Regions from separate parts of the Sus scrofa genome. Here region 2 is linked to region 1. Evidence: chromatin contacts called from public HiChIP or PLAC-seq data. All regions are on one chromosome and are shown on one strand. Each heading gives the region's core, a stretch centred on a gene start, on an enhancer-like site or on the middle of the called end of the contact. The rest is flanking DNA. Distances are from core to core; before and after follow the strand shown.

Region 1 (4,127 bases), core at 589-3,088:
TGGAGCGCCGTGGCTCCGCCCGGAAGGCTGATGCTTTGTTACTACAGTTACTATCAGTGTCGAGCTGTGCACACCGTGAGTGCTTCGTACCCGCTAGGGGTTCTTCTTACCCACTTCTGCGCGCCCTCCTGTGCCGCCCGCTTTCCAGGCGGACCGGCCCGCGATGATTTATTTGCTGGAGTAACTGGAAGAGAGAAGGGCCTGGAGCCTGAGCCCCGAGGAGCGGGGCGGGGCGGCGGAGGGGCCGTGGCCGTGGCCGCAGCACAGAGAGGAGGCAGGAAGGCCCTGGGGTAGGACGGAGCAGTGTCCCCCAAGGTCCTGGTGCTCTGGGGCAGAGGCGGCAGGGATCTGCCAACTCCACGTCATGAAATCAGAAAGGCCTTGACCCTCGGTGTGGAGCAAGATACGGGATCTTAGTCTACCTCCAGCGGGCAGAGAGTTTTCCAGAGCCAGCAAACGGTGGATGTTTCTCTTGGAAGCTGGCAGGGAGCTCCTGATGACCTTCGACCAGATGGGGGGCGGGTGTGGTCAGTGGAAAAGTATACCGACGCCATTTGTTGAGTCCACAAATGTTTATTATCTTAAAAATAAAATACACACAGACATGAACACACATGTCCATCTGGGGCCTTTCTTCGCTGTGCCCCAGGCTTTATTCCCCACCCGCAAATATCTGAGAGTTCCTGGTCCCGAATCCTCTTATCCTGAGGGTCGGGGTGGCCCCGTGAGAGTGAGAGCCCCCTGCGCTGGGTCAGGTGCGGGCCGTGAAGCCTGGAGCAGGGGGTGCGGTGGGTCTGCCCGCTGCGGTGTAGCCAGATGGCTCTGTCCTGTGTGAGTAGAGGGCCAGTGCGGGTGGGCGCTCGGGGGCACGGGTCCCCAGGAACACATTTCAGGTGACCTCCCACCCCTGGCACGCGGCAGGCCGGGCTGCTGTTTGCTCCTCACGCCCGGTCCCCTGCTGGAAGAGGTGGCATCCACGATCGCACGCGTTGGAGCCCCTGGCTCGCGGGTCGGGCTGTCCCCAGGGCACGTGGGAGTGGGTGGGCTTGCCCAGGAGTGGACATAGGTGGTGATGGAGCAGCCGGGCTCCACTGAGAGTCCCGCTGCAGGGCAGCCTCTCATGGGTCCAGGGCTGGGGCCTGGGCTGGCCCTGCCCTGCTGACGGCGGGGGGTGGGGGGCGGCCCTGCCCGCTTGGGCCTGCTGACCAGCTGGCCTCCGGCACTGCCCACTCTGCCCCACTGAGGTCTCCAGATGCCCTGCCCAAAGCTCTCTCCTTCTCGGGGCTCCCTGAGCTGGCAGACTGCAGGTTCGGTTCTGGGTGGCCTCAGCTCAGCTGGGCCCTGGCCATCATTTGAGATCCATGGTCCTGCCTTCTGGACTGTGCTGTGGGACAGGCCGCGTGGGGCATGTGGACTGAGACGAGGCCCTTGTGGCTGGGGGGTTAGAAGCAGAAAGTTGACCAAGGAGACCACGGCGGGGTCATGGGGAAGGCTGGCTGTCACCTCCGAGGGAGCTAGGGGGTGGCCAGCCCCTCCCTGCCTCTGAGCCCCCCAGTGGCCTAGTTAGTGGGGGAGGTAACACCTGTAGTCGCTGATGTCACTGGTGACCCCAGGGCATGCCTGATTCCTGATGCGACCCCTGTGACTTCTGCCCTACACAGTCCAGCAGCCCAGCCCAGGAGGGGACTCTATTTTCACCCCCAGGATGGCCCCTCCTCCTTAGTTCCGGTCTAACGGGCAGGCCTTCCTGAGGCCCGGGGCTCCCTGCCAGCTCACCTGCTGACTAATGCCCAGCTGGTGCCTGATAGGAAGAGCAGGCTCGGTGAGGACCCAGGGCTCAGGTTACAGAGGCTTGAGACACCTCCTGAAACAGGGCCCTGCAGCCGCCGCCTCCACCATCTGCTTGGATTTCAGGCACCACCGCCCCAAGTCCCTGCGAGGTGAGTTAGGGCTGGGTGCCCCAGGACCTGGGCGCCGTGGTTTTCCGGAGTGGGGCGTGGCTGGGGAGGCTGCGATGGGGGGAGGAGGAGCTAGGCTGGCGGGGGAGGGACAGCCCCACTTCTTCCTGTGGTGGCCGTGGGGGTGGTGGCTGGCCACTCCCGCCTCTTTCTCTTTCGGGAGGGTGGCTGCAGGACGGCCGCGGGGATGAGCTGGTGCAGGGACGGGACCACAAATCCCTGTCCCAGCTCTGCGGGGAGGGGGTGGTTTATTTAGCGGCTCAGCAAGCAGGCTTTCTGTTCAGGAGAGAGGGCCTGGGTCAGCGAGTTGGAAACCGCGGATTTCCTTGATATTTAATTTAGCAGCAAGTTTGCCTCCGCCCAAGTCCTCGCACCTTACCTGTGCTTGTTCCGGGCAGGTGGTTGTGCTCTGCTCTCTGCAGGTGGCAGGGTCCCCTGGCCCGTGGTCTTAGTGCCTGGGCCCCTGGCCCCCATGTTGAACGGACGCTCCACCTGAGCCTTCGAGCCCGGCCAGACCTCAGGCTCTGGGGCGGGTGATACTGTTTGGACCCAGAAGGTCCGAGAACGTTGAGATGTGCAGCCACCCAGATGAGGCTTGGTGGGGCTGAGGCCCCTTCCCGTGGCGTGGCCCGTGGGGCCTTGGGTGGGCCCTCTTGCTGGCCCTTCCTTCCTCCTGCCTGTCCAGACTCCTCTCTTGGTGCCCCTCCCTCGCCCCTGGGCTGACCAGACGCTGCGGGCATCTTCCCTTCCGGAGGGGACTCGGCACTGGGGGAGTCTCCAGTCCAGATCCCTGTGGGGGCACCTGGGGAAATCCTTGTCTCAGGCTGAGTACTTGATGATAACGAGCCCACCAGGGTCAGGCTAGCTTCTGGACACTCATCCCATTTTCCAGGTGAGGACGTCGAGGCACTGGGAGCTCCCGTCAGTTGCCTGAGGCCCCACAGTTGGTGGCAGTTTGTATGTGAACTGTGTGTGTGGCGCTCGCCTGCACTGTGCCCAGGGCTGGGGCCCGGGGCCTGGGCTGCATCCCTGCCCCGGAGCTTAGGCTGGAATGGGGGGGAGCCCAAGGTGCCGTGGAAAGATGAGACGGAAGAAAGGTCCAGTTGGGAAGGAGCGGCCCGGTGTTTCTCCTCTTCTCCCAGCCGCTCAGCTGCCCTGGTGTTTGGAACAAGATGGTGCTGGTCTGGGATGAGTGGGAACAGATTGGAAGTCCTGTTTCTTCCCCATCACAGCTGCCACCAGCCCAGCCCAGCCCAGCTCAGCCCAGCCCAGCCCAGCCCACACAGCCCACCCAGCCCAGCCCCCCCAGCCCAGCCCAGCCCAGCCCAGCCCACACAGCCCACCCAGCCCAGCCCAGCCCAGCCCAGCCCACACAGCCCAGCCCAGCCCAGCTCAGCCCAGCCCAGCCCAGCCCACACAGCCCACCCAGCCCAGCCCTCCCCAGCCCAGCCCAGCCTGTCTGTCTCATCTCCCTCCTCTATTCTGTCTCCCTAGACCAGCTGGGAGGACCAGCAGTTGGGAGAACCTGCAGGAGATGCTCTGGCCGCCGGGCGGGGCTGGGGTCGGGGTGCCTTCTTGGTTGGGAAGGGGCTGAAGTAAGCCCTCCCTGTTTGTGGTCTCCTGGGTGGCAGAGGAAGAGGGGGAGACCCTGGGCCGTGGCCCCTGCCTGCGGGGTTTGCTCCCTGGCCCTGGAGCCGGTCCCCGCGGGCCCCAGAGCCTGCTGTCCTTGTGCAGAGCATCTGCAGGCTCGCCCCAGGCTCTCCATCTCTCTCTGGAGCTTGGAGTGGTTCCTCCATCTGCCCGATTGTGCGGAGCCAGGCGCTGTGATGGGCAGGCGAGGGATGGTTGGACGTGGGCTTCTCTCCCTGGGGGCTTCCTCTCCCTCGGCGCACGAGGGTGCAGGTCGGACGTAGGTGAGCCTTCCTCCCGGGGTTGGCTGGGCTCTTGCTGGCCATTACCTTGGTCAGCCCAGGCCTTGCCTGCACTTGCTGGACGCCAAGGGCCGCCGGACATCAGAGAGAGCCAGGTGGAGAAGAGTCGGGGACATGGCATCTTCACACTTGTCGGCACTGCCTTGGGGCCAGGCAGAGCGGCCAGGACAGTAGTGGCCACCAAGTGGCTTTCTGGAAGGTCAACCCATCAGCACGGTGCTGGGGACGGGGAGGGACA
Region 2 (4,127 bases), core at 940-3,439, 180 kb before region 1:
AGACCTTTTAGACAGCATGATGGAAATGGCTGATGGGATTGAAGTGGCAGAATGGCCACAGTTTAGAACCAGAAGTGAATTAATAAAGAAGTAGCAAAGCTAAGGCAGAAGACGCACCGCATTTTCAATGTCAGCTGCAGGCTTAGAGAGGAGGCTGGGCTGAATGTGACCTTGACCAAGGTAGCTCTCTTAAGACTCTCTTGCTATTGCCAAAAGTAGGAAAGAGGCAATCGGAATGAGAGAAAACCTTGTCTAGGAGTTCCCATTGTGGCTCAGCGCTAACGAATCCAGCTAGTATCCACGGGGACGCAGGTTCGACCCCTGGCCTCGCTCAGCGGGTTACGGATCTGGTGTTGCGGTGAGCTGTGGTGTAGGTTGTAGAGACAGCTTGGATCCCGAGTTGCTGTGGCTGTGGTGTAGGCCGGCAACTGCAGCTCGGATTCAACCCCTGGCCTTGGGAACTTCCATACACCACAGGCGCAGTCCTAAAAAAAAAAAAAAAATCTTGTCTAGATCAGCGTCTTAAAAATATGTGTGGATGTTTATGTATTTCTAAATCATGCCCTCTTTTTCATTTTCAGTGCTGAATGTCAAATTTTTGTTTTGGTTTTTTTTATGCTGATGTAGTGACGGTGGGTATGAATTTTACAATTAGGATTTCTCAACAGTGCACTTTTAAGTGTGAAACAAATTTTAAATTGAAATAAACATACAGAAAAAAGCAAACACATCATAAGTGTATGGATTTGAGTTTCCCAGTATCTTTGTACTTTGATAAAGAATGTGTTTGTGGAGTTCCCGTCGTGGCGCAGTGGTTAACGAATCTGACTAGGAACCATGAGGTTGCAGGTTCGGTCCCTGCCCTTGCTCAGTGGGTTAACGATCCGGCGTTGCCGTGAGCTGTGGTGTAGGTTGCAGAGGCGGCTCGGATCCTGCGTTGCTGTGGCTCTGGCGTAGGCCGGTGGCTACAGCTCCGATTAGACCCCTAGCCTGGGAACCTCCATATGCCACGGGAGCGGCCCAAGAAATAGCAAAAAAGACAAAAAAAAAAAAAAAAAAGAATGTGTTTGTCAGGCGGTTTTTCCCATGGTCTATAGCTGGCTGATTATTTTCTCCTGGAATCATTTAACATGTTCCTCTGTTTTCCGTTTCGTATAAATTGGTGGATGCTTATCAGATTAGGTCAATTATTGGCAAGGCCATTTCATAGGTGCTGTTGTTCCCTGGGTTGTCACTTTCCGGAAGCATTTTCGAAGGTGGATGTGATTTTTACAAACAGGCAAAAGCCAGCGCTAGCTGAGTCTATAAGCAGAGTGAGTAATCAAGCTGGAAAATGATGGTGTGAGTTGAAAAACAAGGTGTGACCAAGTAAAGAACGATCTTCTTGTGTGACTGGTGAACTGGCCCTGAAGGAAATTCCAAAACAGTTCCACAACTGTGCTGTGCGGCGGCAGCGTCAAACGCACAGCCACCCAGGGTGACGAATTCGAACGGAACAACAGTGACATTGATGGAGAAACTGTCTGTTGGCTATAAAACCAGCCTCGCTGTGTGGGTGGACGTGCTGCTGGCCCTCTCCAGCGATTGGCTCCTCTTGAGAACCCCTGAACGTCTCAGTGTGTATCACACTTGTGCTTCAAAGTTGGGAGTTTTGCTGAAACGCCAGACCCACTTGGCTTCGCGCCCCCGCACAGCCTGGACGCGTAGACACGATGCCGATGGGTTCCACCCAGCCCCTCCCTAGTCCTGGCATTTGCCTCCTCTGCGTTACTCTGTGAGAATGTGGTCAGGGTACTGCCGAAGTCGGCGAAAATTGAGGAAGCGCGGGAGCCTGAGCCCTGGGCCTCAGCAAAGCCGGAAGCCCCTGCTATTTTGATTCTTCGCCAACTTCCCTGTTCCAGGTCTGCGCAGCTCTCGCGGGTCCCACTCGCAGCTCCTCTGGCGCCTCCGCCGCCTCCGCCGCTTTTCCCGCGAGCCCCGCCCCCGCCCCGCCCCATGATGCAAAACTGGGCGGGGCCAGGCGCCTTTGCCGGCTCCGAGCTCCCCCCACGCCCGCCCGCCTGGAGTTGGCGCCTGCGCAGCTCGGCTCGGCCCCGGTTGCCGCCCCTCCCCCTCCCTAGCAACCGGCTTCGCGCCCGCCTCCGTCTCTCGGCCGCTTCCGCGCACGCGCACCCCTTCCGGCCTCCGGGCCCCGCCCTCCCCGTCACCCGTAACAACCACTCGAGCCTCCCTGGGCCCCTCCCGCTCCCGCCCCCCCCCGGCCCACTCCCCGGAACCGGCGGCAGAGCTGCGGCCGCCGGCAGTGGAGCGGCGACGGAACCGCGGAGCCGCCGGCATGAGCGCCATCCGCCGCCCCGCGTCCCCGGCTCGGTCTTTCTGACAAGAGGTAGGCGCGCGTCTCCGCGGCGGGCTTCGAGCGCGCCCCCGGCCCGGCCCTCCCCCCCCGCCCCCGGCGGCGCGGGGCTCTCGCGGCCGTCTCCCCGCCGGGCCCGCCCTTCCCCAGCCCCCCGGATCTCCCCGGCTCACCCCGGATCCCCGGGCCCGGAGCCGACCCTTCTCCCCCCCACCCCTTCCGGCCCGCCGCCCCCGGCGCCACTCCTACCGTACGGGTCGACCCCTCCCCGCCCCCACCCGCCGATCTTCCCACCCGGGACCCTTCCCGCGGGAAGCGGAGTTTGGGGTCCCAGCCGGTGCCTGGCGCACCTCCCCGGATCGGCCGGGGCTGGGGGCCCGCGGAGCCGCCGCGCGGGACTCCCTGATCGAGCGGAGGGCCCGGCCGTCCCTCGAGCCTGCTCGGGGTGGACTCTCTGGGTCTGGCCATTGGCTCATTTTTAAGCACGATTGTCATGCAATAGAGGCTGCCCTGGTCCACGATGCCACTTTGCCGTTGTAACTCCAGAGTCCCACGTAGGACGTTTGGACCAGAGCATCCGAAGCTGGCAACTGGCAGGAGTTCAGAAGCTCGTGAATTAGCAGGTTCTTCGGCGTAGTGTCTCTTGGGTTCTGGCCGGCGGTGGAATCCGAATGGGAGTTACCGAGTCTTACGCGAGCATTCCTCTCTTTTTCCATTCTCCTCCGGTAGTTCCCCTCTCCTTCTGTGGAAGATACCCTAAAATTAATTTTCCTAATTAAAATTTTAAAAGGTTATTGAATCCCTGCTGCGCCCCAGCATTATCAGGTTGGCAAAACTAAATAGAACGAGGTCCCGGCGCACCGGGACCTGGCAGTCGCCGAATCAAGATTAATGACGGCATTCCAGTTGATTGTGGTGGATTCAGAATTTGGCTCTGAGTCTCACAATTTTAGAGCTGGAAGTCTTTCAACACTATCTCACCCCAAACCTCACTTTACAGAGGTGGCTCTGGGTCCAGGGGAAGTCAAGTGGCTGGCTTGAGGTCACGCAGAGTTAGGCGGCCGTTTTCAGGCTGCCAGAAAATAGCGCTTTTCCTCCAGAACCTGTCCGGTTCTGAGCCGTATGGCAGACATACCGGAGAACGTTCCAAACCTGTTTAGAAGTAGTGATACAGGTAGGAATCTTGTGAAATCAAATACATCTTCGTAATTTTTTCTTTTTTTTACAGCTAGACTTTGGGCTCCTCGAGGATATTCCATATTGTACTTTTGAATATCCTCTCACCATATTCAGCATAAAATAACATTCGTAATGATTATTCTCGGCAGGACAGGTGGGCCTTTTGGGTTTATTTTTATTCCTCCCTTTTAAATAGGGAAGTAAAGTCGGGTAGAGGACTCTGGATAAAAGTGTGTAGGCTGGGACCAGTGTGTGAGCGTGTAGCTGGCAGGAGGATTCCTGACGTGTGAAGTTAGCTGCTTGCTCACTAACATTACAAATACCTGAGGCTGGAGATTTCAGCCGAGCCCCTAAGCCAGAGGGCTCCAGGTCTCTGCCATTTGAAGATAGGGCCCTGACGTGGTAGTCTGCGCAGTTGGAATAATGGGCAGTGACAAGTCTCCTTTGAAAATAGCTTTTGAGGAAAACAGTCATTTGAGACCCAGTAGTGTATTTTTTTCCACTTTTATTTTTGTGCATCCTGGGTTTACCATCTTGAGGTGCCACCATTTTTATTTGGTTTCTGGAGGAAGCTGTTGAAGAGAAAATGACTCAA

Evidence for each region. HiChIP or PLAC-seq counts read pairs in DNA pulled down with a chosen protein or histone mark.
Region 2: an H3K27ac HiChIP or PLAC-seq map of alveolar macrophages shows a contact between it and region 1. The contact joins the promoter of SEC14L1 here to the promoter of LOC106504796 in region 1. A contact is called at or near these places in 1 of 47 Hi-C or Micro-C datasets (liver) and 1 of 2 datasets of contacts at active chromatin or transcription factors (alveolar macrophages).

What each region holds. Positions count from the first base shown.
Region 1 is chr12:4,309,657-4,313,783 of Sscrofa11.1, reverse strand. LOC106504796 (basic proline-rich protein-like) reads left to right here and starts at 1,838. Exons shown (of 2, transcript XR_002336965.1): 1 at 1,838-1,940. All of the region lies in intron 3 of SEPT9 (septin-9), which reads left to right.
Region 2 is chr12:4,487,140-4,491,266 of Sscrofa11.1, reverse strand. SEC14L1 (SEC14-like protein 1) reads left to right here and starts at 2,189. Exons shown (of 20, transcript XM_005653864.3): 1 at 2,189-2,386.